2 separate regions of the Danio rerio genome follow, and region 1 is linked to region 2. The links are chromatin contacts, called in public Hi-C maps. All regions are on one chromosome and are shown on one strand. The core of a region is the stretch at or near the end of the contact, and the rest is flanking DNA. Distances in the headings are between cores, read along the strand shown.

What was found. Hi-C and Micro-C count contacts between places; a contact is called where the count stands out from the background.
Region 1: a Hi-C map of an unstated tissue shows a contact between it and region 2, with 5 times the contacts expected there. The contact joins two enhancer-like sites. A contact is called at or near these places in 2 of 18 Hi-C or Micro-C datasets (caudal fin and an unstated tissue).

The regions. Positions count from the first base shown.
Region 1 is chr5:25,677,867-25,684,288 of GRCz12tu, reverse strand. It overlaps a transcript of gbgt1l5 not described here. Among named protein-coding and RNA genes, the nearest start is that of emid1, 7.1 kb to the right of the region's middle. Within about 2 kb of position 1,813, at least 17 of the 62 cell types and tissues checked have an H3K27ac peak or open chromatin away from gene starts, as enhancers often do.
Region 2 is chr5:25,480,219-25,486,169 of GRCz12tu, reverse strand. gas2l1 (growth arrest-specific 2 like 1) reads left to right here. Exons shown (of 5, transcript XM_695912.10): 3 at 932-1,028; 4 at 1,741-2,050. Among named protein-coding and RNA genes, the nearest start is that of ap1b1, 12 kb to the right of the region's middle. Within about 2 kb of position 4,444, at least 21 of the 62 cell types and tissues checked have an H3K27ac peak or open chromatin away from gene starts, as enhancers often do.

The DNA.
Region 1 (6,422 bases), core at 564-3,063, 200 kb before region 2:
TTCTGTTGACTTGCTGAAAAGCACTTTGGCCAATGAAAGTTGTTACAAAATAAAAATGTCAACGTCAGTGTCAAATGATACTTCATCATTCAAAAATTAAGATTTAGTGATCAAGAAAAAAATTAATGAAAATTCTTGATATCTTTAGGCAAACTGTTTTTTTTCCAGGATTTTAATTCTTGAATATTCTTAAATTAACAACAATTAATTGAAAAATAAATAGTTTTGAAAGACGTTCAAAAGTATAAATGGTACAAAATAGGGAATGAAAGTATAATTTAAAAAAAAAAATTTTTTAAAGATAATGTTTTAGACTGAAATATATTTTTGCTGTGGTTACTCACTCTAAATAACTTACTAAATAAACATGGTCTATCAATATCAGGTGATATTTTCTATAAACATACAACAACTTCAAGATAATACTCTCAGTAATGATTTTAAATCACACTGAACTGAGCTAAACTGAACTGAACTTAAACACTAAAAACTGAACTACACTGTTCCAGTTACTATGACCATTTATGTGAAGCTGCTTTGACACAATCTACATTGTAAATAACACATTGTATACAAATAAAGCTGAAATGAATTGAATAATTTCACTTTAAACGTGAACTGCACCTTGTTACTTTTGACCCTGTCAGAAGGTATAAAAATAACACATTGGTGGGTCAAACATAACACAACACTATAAGTTAGACATTACTGGCTTAATCTTGTTTATTTTAAATATACAGTGCTTAGCATAATTGAGTACACCACATTTTGAAAACGAATATTTGTATCCGTTTCTCAGTGAATATTGGCAATGTATTTCGGTAAAACAAAACCAATTTAAACAAAACCGATTTATTAAACAGATATCTATATTCAAATAATGTTTAGTCACCAAACAGAAATTGAAAGATAAAACAATTAAATTAAAAAAAAGTACAACTTACAAAATTTCAACTTTTTTCCCATTTTTTGCTTGTCTTGACTTTTCCTCTTTTTAAAATTTGTATGCAATATCTTTTTTAACATACAAATTTGACTGTACTAGTTTTTGGACCATTATCATAAGTTATTTTGTTAGATAAGCTTTAGATTTGGCTTCAGTACTGACTAATCTAATGTATATGCACAAATATAATATTGTATAGCTTCCTATTAAAAATAATTTAAAAGATAGATTTGTGAGTGGTGTACTTATTTATGTTGAGCATTGTATATGACAATGACAGTTTTAATAAAAAAATATTGTCCTTTTTCAAAACAATATTAAACTTCAGCTCCTTCAAGGGCTGCATGCAGAATGTGCTTTTATAGCCTGGAAAGCAAACGTTGTCAGGGCTTCAAGAAAACATTTGTGTTATATCGACCCATGTTACTCTCCTCTACATATTTAAAAGATACAGTTTCAATTCAATTCACCTTTATTTGTATAGCGCTTTTACAATGTAGATTGTGTCAAAGCGGCTTCACATAAAAGATCATAGGAAATTGAAACAGTGTCAGTTCAATTTTCAGAGTGTAAGTTAGTTCAGTTTAGCTCAGTTCAGTGTGGTTTAATAATCTCTACTGAGAGGCCAAACATTGAAGAGCAATCTATTGATACAGTATACTGATTATTTTCTATTTCTGTTTTGAATAAACATTTATTTTTAACTTTCTGCTGTTCTTTGTATATTAATTATGCTTAAATAATGTATTATTTTTCTGTTTGTTAATAAATCTACATTTTTCTTTTTTTTATAAGAATACTGATTTAAAGTGTATTATGTTGATTGCCACCAGGAGGCACCACACTCCAAATTTGTGTCCTTCATTAACTTCAAGCCACAAGGAGAAACAGAAGGCAACTGCTATCCGCAGGCTGGCTATTCCTTCTCCGTCTGTGTGACGTCTGGATTCCAGCCAGCAACGCTCATGCACCCCTCATTCCTCTCCAGGCCCTGATATATGTAATCTCACAGGATAGATCTTATTAAGTCGTCTGTCTATTTGATTCAGCGTGACAGTTTTTTACACCCGTGAGCCTTCAGAGACATGGCGGGGGATGGAACTGGTGGGAGAAAGGGGCTGCTTTGTGTTCACTTAATTACAGTCCTAACATTTCTTTCTCTAGATTATGTTTCACCCAGGTATCCGTACCAGCTCCCATCCGAGGCTTCCCCAGACCCATTTACTCATGGTTCAACTTTACATTCTCCAGCGAAACCTCAGAGAAAAAAAAGAAACACATCAGTCTGGTTCAGGGTGGACAGACTTTAACTTATGCGCCATAATATACGTACAGGATATATAGGTAAGAGAGCATAAATTTAAGAGCCTTGTCTTTTCCTGTCCGATCTGCATATGTTTATGCTTTGGCACATGTCACATTTTTCATACATAACCTTTGGGTCACTAAAGGAATTCAGTCCATTCTTATAGAACTTGATATATATTTCCTGCTTTTGAAAGTTTAAAGTTTGCCCAAGAAAAAGCAAGTGCCTGTGGAAAAATATTATCTGCATCAAACAGTGCAGCTTTTCCACTTGGCATATCTCCGTATACATGTCCCTTTTATTCTTTCTTTACTTTTTTTGCCTGGGTATGGTTGATTCTTTCTTCACCTTGTTATAAATAGATGAATTATTGCCAGGTGAGCCAATTCTTTATAATTAAGTGGGACAAAGTCGTTTCCAACACAGTATAGAGAGCACACAGGCAACTAAGTTTAGAACAAAGTGCCCTCTTCTCAGCAAATCCTTGTTTCGGGAATGTTTAAAGTGCCAATAAGTGCTCAATGTTTACACCAGGAACTCTATTAACAATAGAGGTGACCACAAGAAGCATTCATTGGGGGCACTTTTACAAGTTTGCACAGTCGATTCAAGGCAATAAAGAGAGTGTTTATATGCTTGGATGAACAAAAAAAAAATTGAAAATAAAGGAAATATTTAGCTAGGAGGGATACATGGTGGCTTCGTTTGGGAATAGTTCAGGTTCAACTGAAGTTTTCAAAGTTTGTCACACAAGGTTAATTGAAAACATTATGTGTGGCACTTAGTTCAAAACTAAAAGGGACTGATATGCTTTGGTCCTACTCTTGCTGCCAAACGCAATTCATAACTTTTTGATTCAGTGGCTTATTGTGATCTCATTCATACAATTTAGTATGATTTGCCAATCCTTCAATGGTGGTTGGGTTTAGGGCTGGGGTTTGGTGCTATCCATTCCTCCTTCTAAAAATGTTACATTTTTGTATGACTGAACTCGTATGAATTTGTACAAATTAGCCACTAAATTGGCAATATGTGAAATAGGTTTCCTCGTAATATCAAATTGGCCAAAACAGTGAGACATTGACTCTAAAAATATCCCTAAAGTTGTTCTATGGCAGGTGTGCCCAAACTCTGTCCTGCATAGTTTAGCTCCAACTACCTTCAACATCTACCTGGAAGATTCTAGTATAGCTAGAAAGAGCTTGATTAGCTTGTTCAGGTGTGTTTAATTGAAGTTGGAACTAAAATATGCAGGACCGAGTTTGGACACCCATGTTCATTGGTATCTAACATCCTGGAATTCTATATGTTGTTAATTGGAGCCACTGTGGACCAAATTTGTTGGTCCTACATTTCCAACAGATGTTCAATTGAATGTACTCTTCATCATGTTCTTTAAACTATTCCTGAACAAAGATTTCCTGCTCATAGAAGCTACTTCTTCTAGGGAACACCATTGTCAAGACAGGCGAAATCTGGCTTGCAGCAATGAGTCAGATTTACGTCCAAATGAATGACCAGACCCAGGGTTTCCCAGTAGTACATTGTCCAAATATCACATTTCCTCTGCTTGTCTGTCGTTGTTTCGCAGTGCATAGTGGTGCCATCACTTCCCTTGGAAACGACTTCAAAGATACAAGGCACACAATGAGATGGCAAAAATATTGGTCTCATCCAGCCTAATCTCACGAGAAAACATAAGTATTTTACCTTTTGCCAGTTTAGTGGCTAATAAGTGGAGTCGTACGAAAATGAATCATTTTAAAAAGGAGGCGTGGCACCTAACTCCATCCCTAAATGTAACCGTCACTGGGGGATGAGCAAATCATACTAAATTGTACAAATTAGATTGTACGAATTCATACGAATTAGCCACTAAATCAAAAAGTTACGAATTGCCATGAGATTGTGTTGTCTCATCTGACCTGTCAGCCTTTTACTCCTTCAAGGTGCCAGTCAGACTCTCATGTGCCACTTTGAAGGTGCTTTTGGTTATAGACAATAGTTCACCATACAGTATGCTTTCTGATTGCTTCTCAGTCCTATACACAGCAGAGCGTGATGCACTGTATCTTTTTACACATTCCTCAAATGGAGATCTATGGGCCTCAGTAGACATTCTGTTTGTTTAGAACAGATGGGATAGCCTCTATACACAACATTTTGTGAAATGAAAAGGTTCTACAAATGTTAAAGATACTTCACTGAACCACTGAGGCTAATAAATAACTTAGACATTCATCTGGTCACTTGACTGATCTTGAATGTTTTGTCTACAGTACATCATTTCTTGCTACTTCAATTGGCATACATCATTTTAGGGTTTTAGGTTACATTGTAACCTGTTGTTATGTTGTGAAATGGGATAAAACTCCCAATTTGTTTTTGTCTTTCACACTAAAGTGACGTTTACATGCAACTGTGGGCTCTCATGTTAATTTTAGTCTTTGACTAAAGTTCCATTTTGGTTTTAGTCATATTTCTGAATCATTTTAGTTAGGGTTGCATGATTAATCATAATATCATGATATAACAATATTTGTGGCCCATGATCGATCATTAAACATTATCACCATTTTACAGTATAAAGACCAAGCTATTCTTTTATTGGGTGGAGTTTACGAATTGTACCGCATCTCAAGCATGAGGTGACTGCATTTAGGTTGCAAGGGTTTTTTTCGAGGAATGCAATGTTGATCAGGAAACCTTTCCTGTTCAGTCCAAACCTCCCAAGGTAACACAACAAACCCCATTAACCACCTTAAAAACATCACAAAGTGGCTGTCGTGAGTAGGTTAATGAGCTTAGGAGAATTCTGCTTTACGTTTTTCTATGCATTACTAACATCACTAAACCAGACATTTGTTTTGTAAGTTAACCAAATGTTAGTGAAGATTCAGCCTATTTTTCTGACATGTTTGCCAGACATAGACAGAAGACTCTATATCCAATTGTTTCAATGTAAAAAAGAAAATGTTATTGGGGCCCTGTTCACGCGGGCCCAGAATCGTGGTTGTTGCTAGATCGCATACGGTTGGAGCTGGAAGTTAATGAAAATTATTTACCTGTACCACAAAACAAAAACTGCTTCATTCAGAAAGTCATTTAGCGATGTGATTATTTCTTACATCTGTAAGGATGTAATGATACTGTAAATCTATAATTTCTGCTATCAGGGAGTTGCATACAACATACAAGATAATGAAACTTCCTTGAAGTGAAGCGCACTTTTATTTTTTATGTACAACTTTGATTTAGAATTATTCTATGTGAGTTAACATACCACGGGCGAGGCAGTGGCACAGTAGGTAGTGCTGTCGCCTCACAGCAAGAAGGTCGCTGGTTCAAACTTCGGCACAGTTGGCGTTTCTGTGTGGAGTTTGCATGTTCTCCCTGCCTTTGCGTGGGTTTCCTCCAGGTGCTCCGGTTTCCCCCACAGTCCAAAGACATGCGGTACAGGTGAAGTGGGTAGGCTAAATTGTATGAGTGTGTGTGTGGATGTTTCCCAGAGATGGGTTGCGGTTGGAAGGGCATCCGCTGCGTAAAAACTTGCTGGATAAGTTGGCGGTTCATTCCGCTGTGGCAACCCCGCATTAATAAAGGGACTAAGCCGACAAGAAAATGAATGAATGAATGAGTTAACATAGCCATGGGACTGAGTGCACGTTTTACAAGATAACACATTATCATTTACTAGTGATATGTCATTACAATTCGCCGTCTTTAATGAAAAAACTATATTTTAATTTGACTGTTTTGGTTATTTTTAAGTTTAATTAAAATACACTTGAATTAAACCAAATAATTTTTAGTCGACTAAAATCTTATGAAATTTTGTCGACTATAACTAGACTAAAACTAAATGTTAATCACAATTAATAATGAAGATCATTTCTTTTGTGTGTGTGTGTGTGTGTGTGTGTGTGTATGAATAAAGTATTTTCTTATCAAATTTCAAATATAAAAAACACAACTTGTAATAAAATTGGGTAGGGATTAAATACTAAGAATCCGATACTTGTTATAATTTACATTTCGATTCCTCTTGTCCAATCTCTGCATGCACATTTTTTTCACTCGCTACTCTGCGATGAACTTTGCCGCTGGAGAGCACTTTTAATAATAATCTAAACATTTGTTTAGAGAAGGACCGCAAGATGTGCTCAAAAA
Region 2 (5,951 bases), core at 3,195-5,694:
CATAATTTAAATGAAGCAAATGTTGTCTCCTAAAAGCTATATTTGTAATGTAAGTAAAACAATTACATTGACTTTAGTAATTGTAATCAAATCACACAAATTTAAAAGTTAACTTGTTATATTGCTGCGTTTCCTCAAAATTGAATGGGAATACAGTTGCACCCAACTCTGCTCCATAGTCATTCTTTGCACTGAATGACGACATATTATACCTTTAAAACGGCATGTTTCTGATGTTTTTATATGGCTTACTACATTCTGATGCAGTCTTTTCATGCCCTGTACTTTGTTTTGTATTTTTCCATTTGGCAAACTTACGTCATCTACCACTAAACAATCGATCTTCTCATCTGGAGCCATTAACCTAACTGTGAACATTTCTAGTTCAGTAATCATTGATTTATTTTTTGTTACTTTTTTGTTGTTGTTATTTAAGACAACACATTCCAGATGAATAGAGTCGGCATGGGATGATAACCAGTTTTAAAATTTACAGATGTTTTGAAAAGTCAATAAAACTTTCTGTTATGCTGTTTCTATGGTATGTGTAAGTTCCAAAGATGCCTTTTCAAGTTGAAAATAAATCAGTGTTTTTGAAACTAATTAAGACAGCAAAAGTCAATGATTTATTTAAATTATTTAGCCTGACATTTATTGTTTCAAAATATTTTAAATGTTAAAAAATAAATACCATGTTTAATCGGGAAAAGGTTGTTTTTTACCCAGACATTTGAAAAGAATATATTAAAGAGCAGTAATTACAATATCATGATATCGTGGAACCGTGATATTTTTACCCATAGTTATTATACCGTCAGAATTTTATACCGGCCCATGTCTAGAATAGAGTAAGACCATACTTTCAATTGATTGATTACTTTATATAATTGGCAAATGTAATTAATATGTTATGTTATTATGTTGTGTGTAGGTGTTACGGACTCATGTGATGGTGCGCGTGGGTGGAGGTTGGGACACACTTGAGCATTACCTCGACAAACACGATCCCTGTCGCTGTGCTGCATACGGTGAGCTCACCACTCGTGTCATTTCCTGTCTCTAAGACTTCTTGGAAATTTTTAAACAAAGCTACATGTGTTTCTCAAGTCTGCTTGTTTACTTTCTTTCAGTTTCATAAATTCAAGTTCTACAAGTTTTTTGTCTCGTGTTTCGTGGTGAATAGTAGTCAGTTCACTCATTTAAGGCCAATATCAAAGCTTATAGTGCATTTCAATCTATTTGTGAATGTGTTTGGAACAGATTGATAATAGCTGCCCTCCTTATTTATTACCATAAAAATAATACTTAAATGTATGCAAAAATACTCAGATTTTCTATTTTTGCTGATTAAAAGTATTTGTTCATTTAAAAATGACTCAACCTTTTATAAAGTAGTATAGAAGACACAAAAAAAGCCTTTTTGTGGACCAGGGGGGGCCAAGTCGGAGCACTCACTATGGTCCCCTTGTTTTGCGCTGGTTGGGAAAATTCCAAATTGATACAAACAATACATTACAATTGGCTTAAGATTGGCAAGCAAGATTCGGGACATTGTAACCTGCAGAACCTGGGAACTTAAAAAAAAAAAAAAAAGCCTTTTTGGGAAGTCATTACTTGACAAACCACTTCGAAATGACCATTTACTGTATATCAGTATTGATTTCCAATTCACTTATGAGGTAATTATTATTTTCTTATAAATTTTAAAAGGGTTGTCTGACATACTTCTATCTTTGACAGCTCACCGGTATCAGCAGGCAAAAGCGAGTGGCCAGGCTCCTCACAGTAAGAGCTCCAGCACTCATTCTTCCCGCTCAACAAGCCCAGGACCTCACTGGCGTAATGAGGGCATCGCACCCTACAAAATGCCCGACAGACGCTCGTTGGACCCTGCAATGGGCACCACTGCGCAATCCTCTCCATCAAGACCCGGCAGGTCACACCATGCAGCCGTGCCTGTGGAGATGGACACAAACACAGGACGGCCCACAACACTGCTGCCTCGACCACCACGAGACAGATCAGAGCCACGCCACTTTAATCCGCTCAGGTTAGTGCGGTGTGTTTGGGTGTTTAGCTGTGGATTTACAAAGATGTGTGTGTGTTTACAGTTTATAGGAAAGTACCTAAATGTCACCAGTGGTGTAAAGTAACAAATTGCAAATACTCAAATTACTGTGAGTAGTATTGCTCAGAAATTGTAATTTACTAAGCAGTTTTTAAAAAGTGTACTTTAACTTTCCCTTGAGTACATCTATAGTGCTGTATCGGTGCTTTTACTCCTGTACTTTCCTTCCATCTGCAGTCACTACTTCATGTTTTCTTGTCTATGGGGATTAGAAAAATCAGTCCTGTGATTCCTGTCCAATCAATTCGCACATAGAATTTAAATCGTATCATAATGAACTACCTCAAGACATGGGCGATTTACTTTTTGGAAACATTCAGAGTGTCTAAGAAGATGTTCAAAATCATAAGCATTGACCCAGAGACTGTTTTGATGCATGTCACTGATGAAAAAATGACAGATGCTTACTGTATGAAGACCGAAATGGCCTTAAACACTTGTCAGATTGATTTTGTACTCCAATGTCGCGGGGGCGCTGCATTTTGTTTGGAAATGAAAATCAGTTGACGTCAGAACTCAGTGCCAAGCCGCTGTCAGTGTCCAACGTCCAACCTGAAATTAACCATATATCAATGTCTAATGATGTTACAGCTTGACGTTGTGTGGACGTTACCACTATGACATTTATCTGATGTTGGATTTTGGTTGCCATACCTGACGAATAAATGTCAGTATTTTACGTCAATATGATGTTGGTTTAAGATGTTGGCTTGAAATTGGATTTTGGTCACTTTCTAACACAACCTGAATCAACAAAATGTCCACGTCATTTGATGTTGTTATTTTGACATCAAAATAACATTGTCCTTGGACACTGGCTAGACATTGAAGTTTGGTGACCTGACATCATGACCTAAATCTAACCTAATATTATTGTCTTATGAATTTGTGTGCCTGCTGGGCAAACTAAATGCACTACAGAATGTTACGTTTACACACCCACAAATTGCATGTACATGCATCAGCCTTTTCCAGTGTAATACTCACTACTATTAAGTACTTTTGATAGGTTACTTTGAGTATTATTTACAACCGATGCTTTTACTCTTCTTGCACTACATTTTTAGGCAAGTAATGGTATTTTTACCCAAGTATGATTTTTCAGTTCTTCTTCCACCACTGAAAGTCACTGTTGAATCAAAATGCACCTAGACAATAATTGTAAAGTCACCGCTTTTTCATTTTAGATAAGTTGTTGATTGTCAGAAATGTGTAAATTACTATTTTTGAAATCGCAAGGAAATTGCTGACAGAGAAAGTAGCCACTGTGTACATATGGCGCACAGCATGTCTTGTACAGATTCCCCTTGTTTTCTGATGTGCCTGTTATATAAAATCACAGAGATACAAATTAAGTTGAAACTATGTTATCGTTCAAAAGAAGAATATTCATACTGACAATTGATTGCAAAAACAGCACAATTTAAAAGGTTGAATACTTTCATTCATTTAGCATGCAATAAATGGATCAGAAGTGGCATGTGCATGTTTACAACCCTTAGGAAAGTACCTTAATTAGAAAAGTACCTAAAAAACACACCCGAGCCAAAGGCAACTTAAAAACAAAAGCCTTCACATTTTCTTGAGAAAATCTTCTTTGAATATAGAAGTGTAAACATGACACATCTTGTAAATTATAAATAAAACAATTTTGAACATGCACATTTAAGAAGACTGCTTCATATTATAATATTTGTTTATTGATAATATGCGTTTCCTAGTACTGGGTTGTGGCTGGAAGGGCATCCGCTGTGTAAAGCATGCTGGAATAGTTGGTAGTTCATTTCACAGTGGCGACCTCTGAAATAGAGACTAAGCCGAAGGAAAATTAATCAATAATATTAATATTGATCTTTGGTTTTTATTACTTTAATATTTTTTCTGTACAAAAAGAAATATCAATACTGACCAAATGGCTAAACTAAATAGACATAGAGAGAAAATTGTAATAAAACAAAAGAAAACCAATTCATAGAATGACTTCATGCATGTTTGAATATGAAAGTGTGCCATCTCTGTGAGGGAAGAACTGAAGCTTGAAGCGTTATGACTGGAGCACATGCATGATAGCATGTTTGTACGGTTGTTTTGTCTGAAGAGATCCCTCAGGGTGTCTGCCATTTGCTCACACTGACCTAGTTAACTCAACACAAGTAATAACACTGCTCATGCACTGTACCTCAAAAGTGATCTGCATCTTCAGGCAACAGTGCACATGCACACAAATAAACACACACAGTGACACACATACAGATTATTGCAAGGAGATTTGAGCAAATCCCAGGTGACATTGTCCTGTCATCCATCCCCTTGTTGTCCAGTTAATGACTCCACCTTGTGTTAGAAAACGATTATGACAACCTTACAATGGGAGATCGTCCTGCCTAATAATGCAAGTGATAGCATGGTCTCGCATGACTGTAAATGTTCTTATTTGTCATTATTTTAATGGTAATGGGAAAGTTATAATGTAAGTATCATTTTTCTTTTTTTTACAATTGCTCAAAAACAAAACGTTTAACCATAACTGGAAACACCTTGTTGTTCAATAATATACACAACTCTTAAAATGACAACAGACATTTCCTAAAATTCTGAAGTTTCAAAAAGTGCTTCATTATTTCCATCAGATAGCGGGAAATACTTGTTGTCGTCAGTGTTTCCAAGTGCAGCAAGGGCATTGTATAACTGCACCATGAACAGCTTGCTGGTTTACCTTGGCCGTGTGCCTCGGTTTCCTTAGTCTGACTAATGAAGCAGGCCAAGCGTCAGAGCAGCACACTTTAACACTTGCACTCCCAGACCTGCAGGTGAGACAGGTTGGATTACTGCAGATTAGGATAATCTCAGGCCCCAGGTCTGTCACTTCAGAAACAGGTCAGCAAACGGTTTATGGAGGTTACATTACAGAAGAAGGATGCCAGGTGATGTGTATCTCACTTTCTTGGCTAAGTAAGAACGTGTACTTGAATAAAATTAAATAAAACATCCTAAAATATTCCACTTTTCTAAAGAGGATCTTAGGATCCGTATGTTATTGTAGCTAGCCGCTTTTCCACTATTGTGCCGAATCTTTCTAAGAACACTTCGGTACGGTTACGGTTGTTTCTCCACTGAGCCTGGAACGGCGCGGCACGATTACAAACTGTTCTCGGCCCGAAATAATTTATAAGCTATATCTTTATTAGAGAAAGTGCCCTCTCACTTTTGACAAGGCCTGTCCAAAAATATATTTCTGCCACTTTAAATACACTATTATTGTTGCCTTATCATTGTTTAATTTTCTGTTATGTTCAGAGATTTTAATATATTATTTATTTCCCCTCCAATCATTTTCAATTATCACATTACATTTTGGTCATTTTCCCTCTAAATAAAATTTAGCTGCACAACATACCTCTAAATAAATAAGGTTTCTGACATATGTAGCCTACCTATATTTAGCAACCCTATTTGATTGAGCGGCAAAACAGTGTTGATCACAAAGTTGCTTTCGCTTTTATGAACATGAAAAAACTAGTTTCAGCTATTATTTAAATTTAATTAGTAATGTTTCAAAGAGCTTTGTCGCAGCACGACAGTGGAAAATTAAACCGTATCCGTGCTGTCTGGCCCAGTTTGGCACGGAATGGAACGGTTCAGCATAAAGAACGATTCAGCACAATAGTGGAAAAGCGGCTAAAGTTTCAGGATTGATTTTGAAGTAGGTTTTATTCTTATGCAGTCTCTGTGTATTGTTTCATTGTACATAAACTAGTCTTTAAAATTAAAGAAAAGAATGACAGTAGCTATGTTTCCACCCAGAAATGTGAATTAAATATAT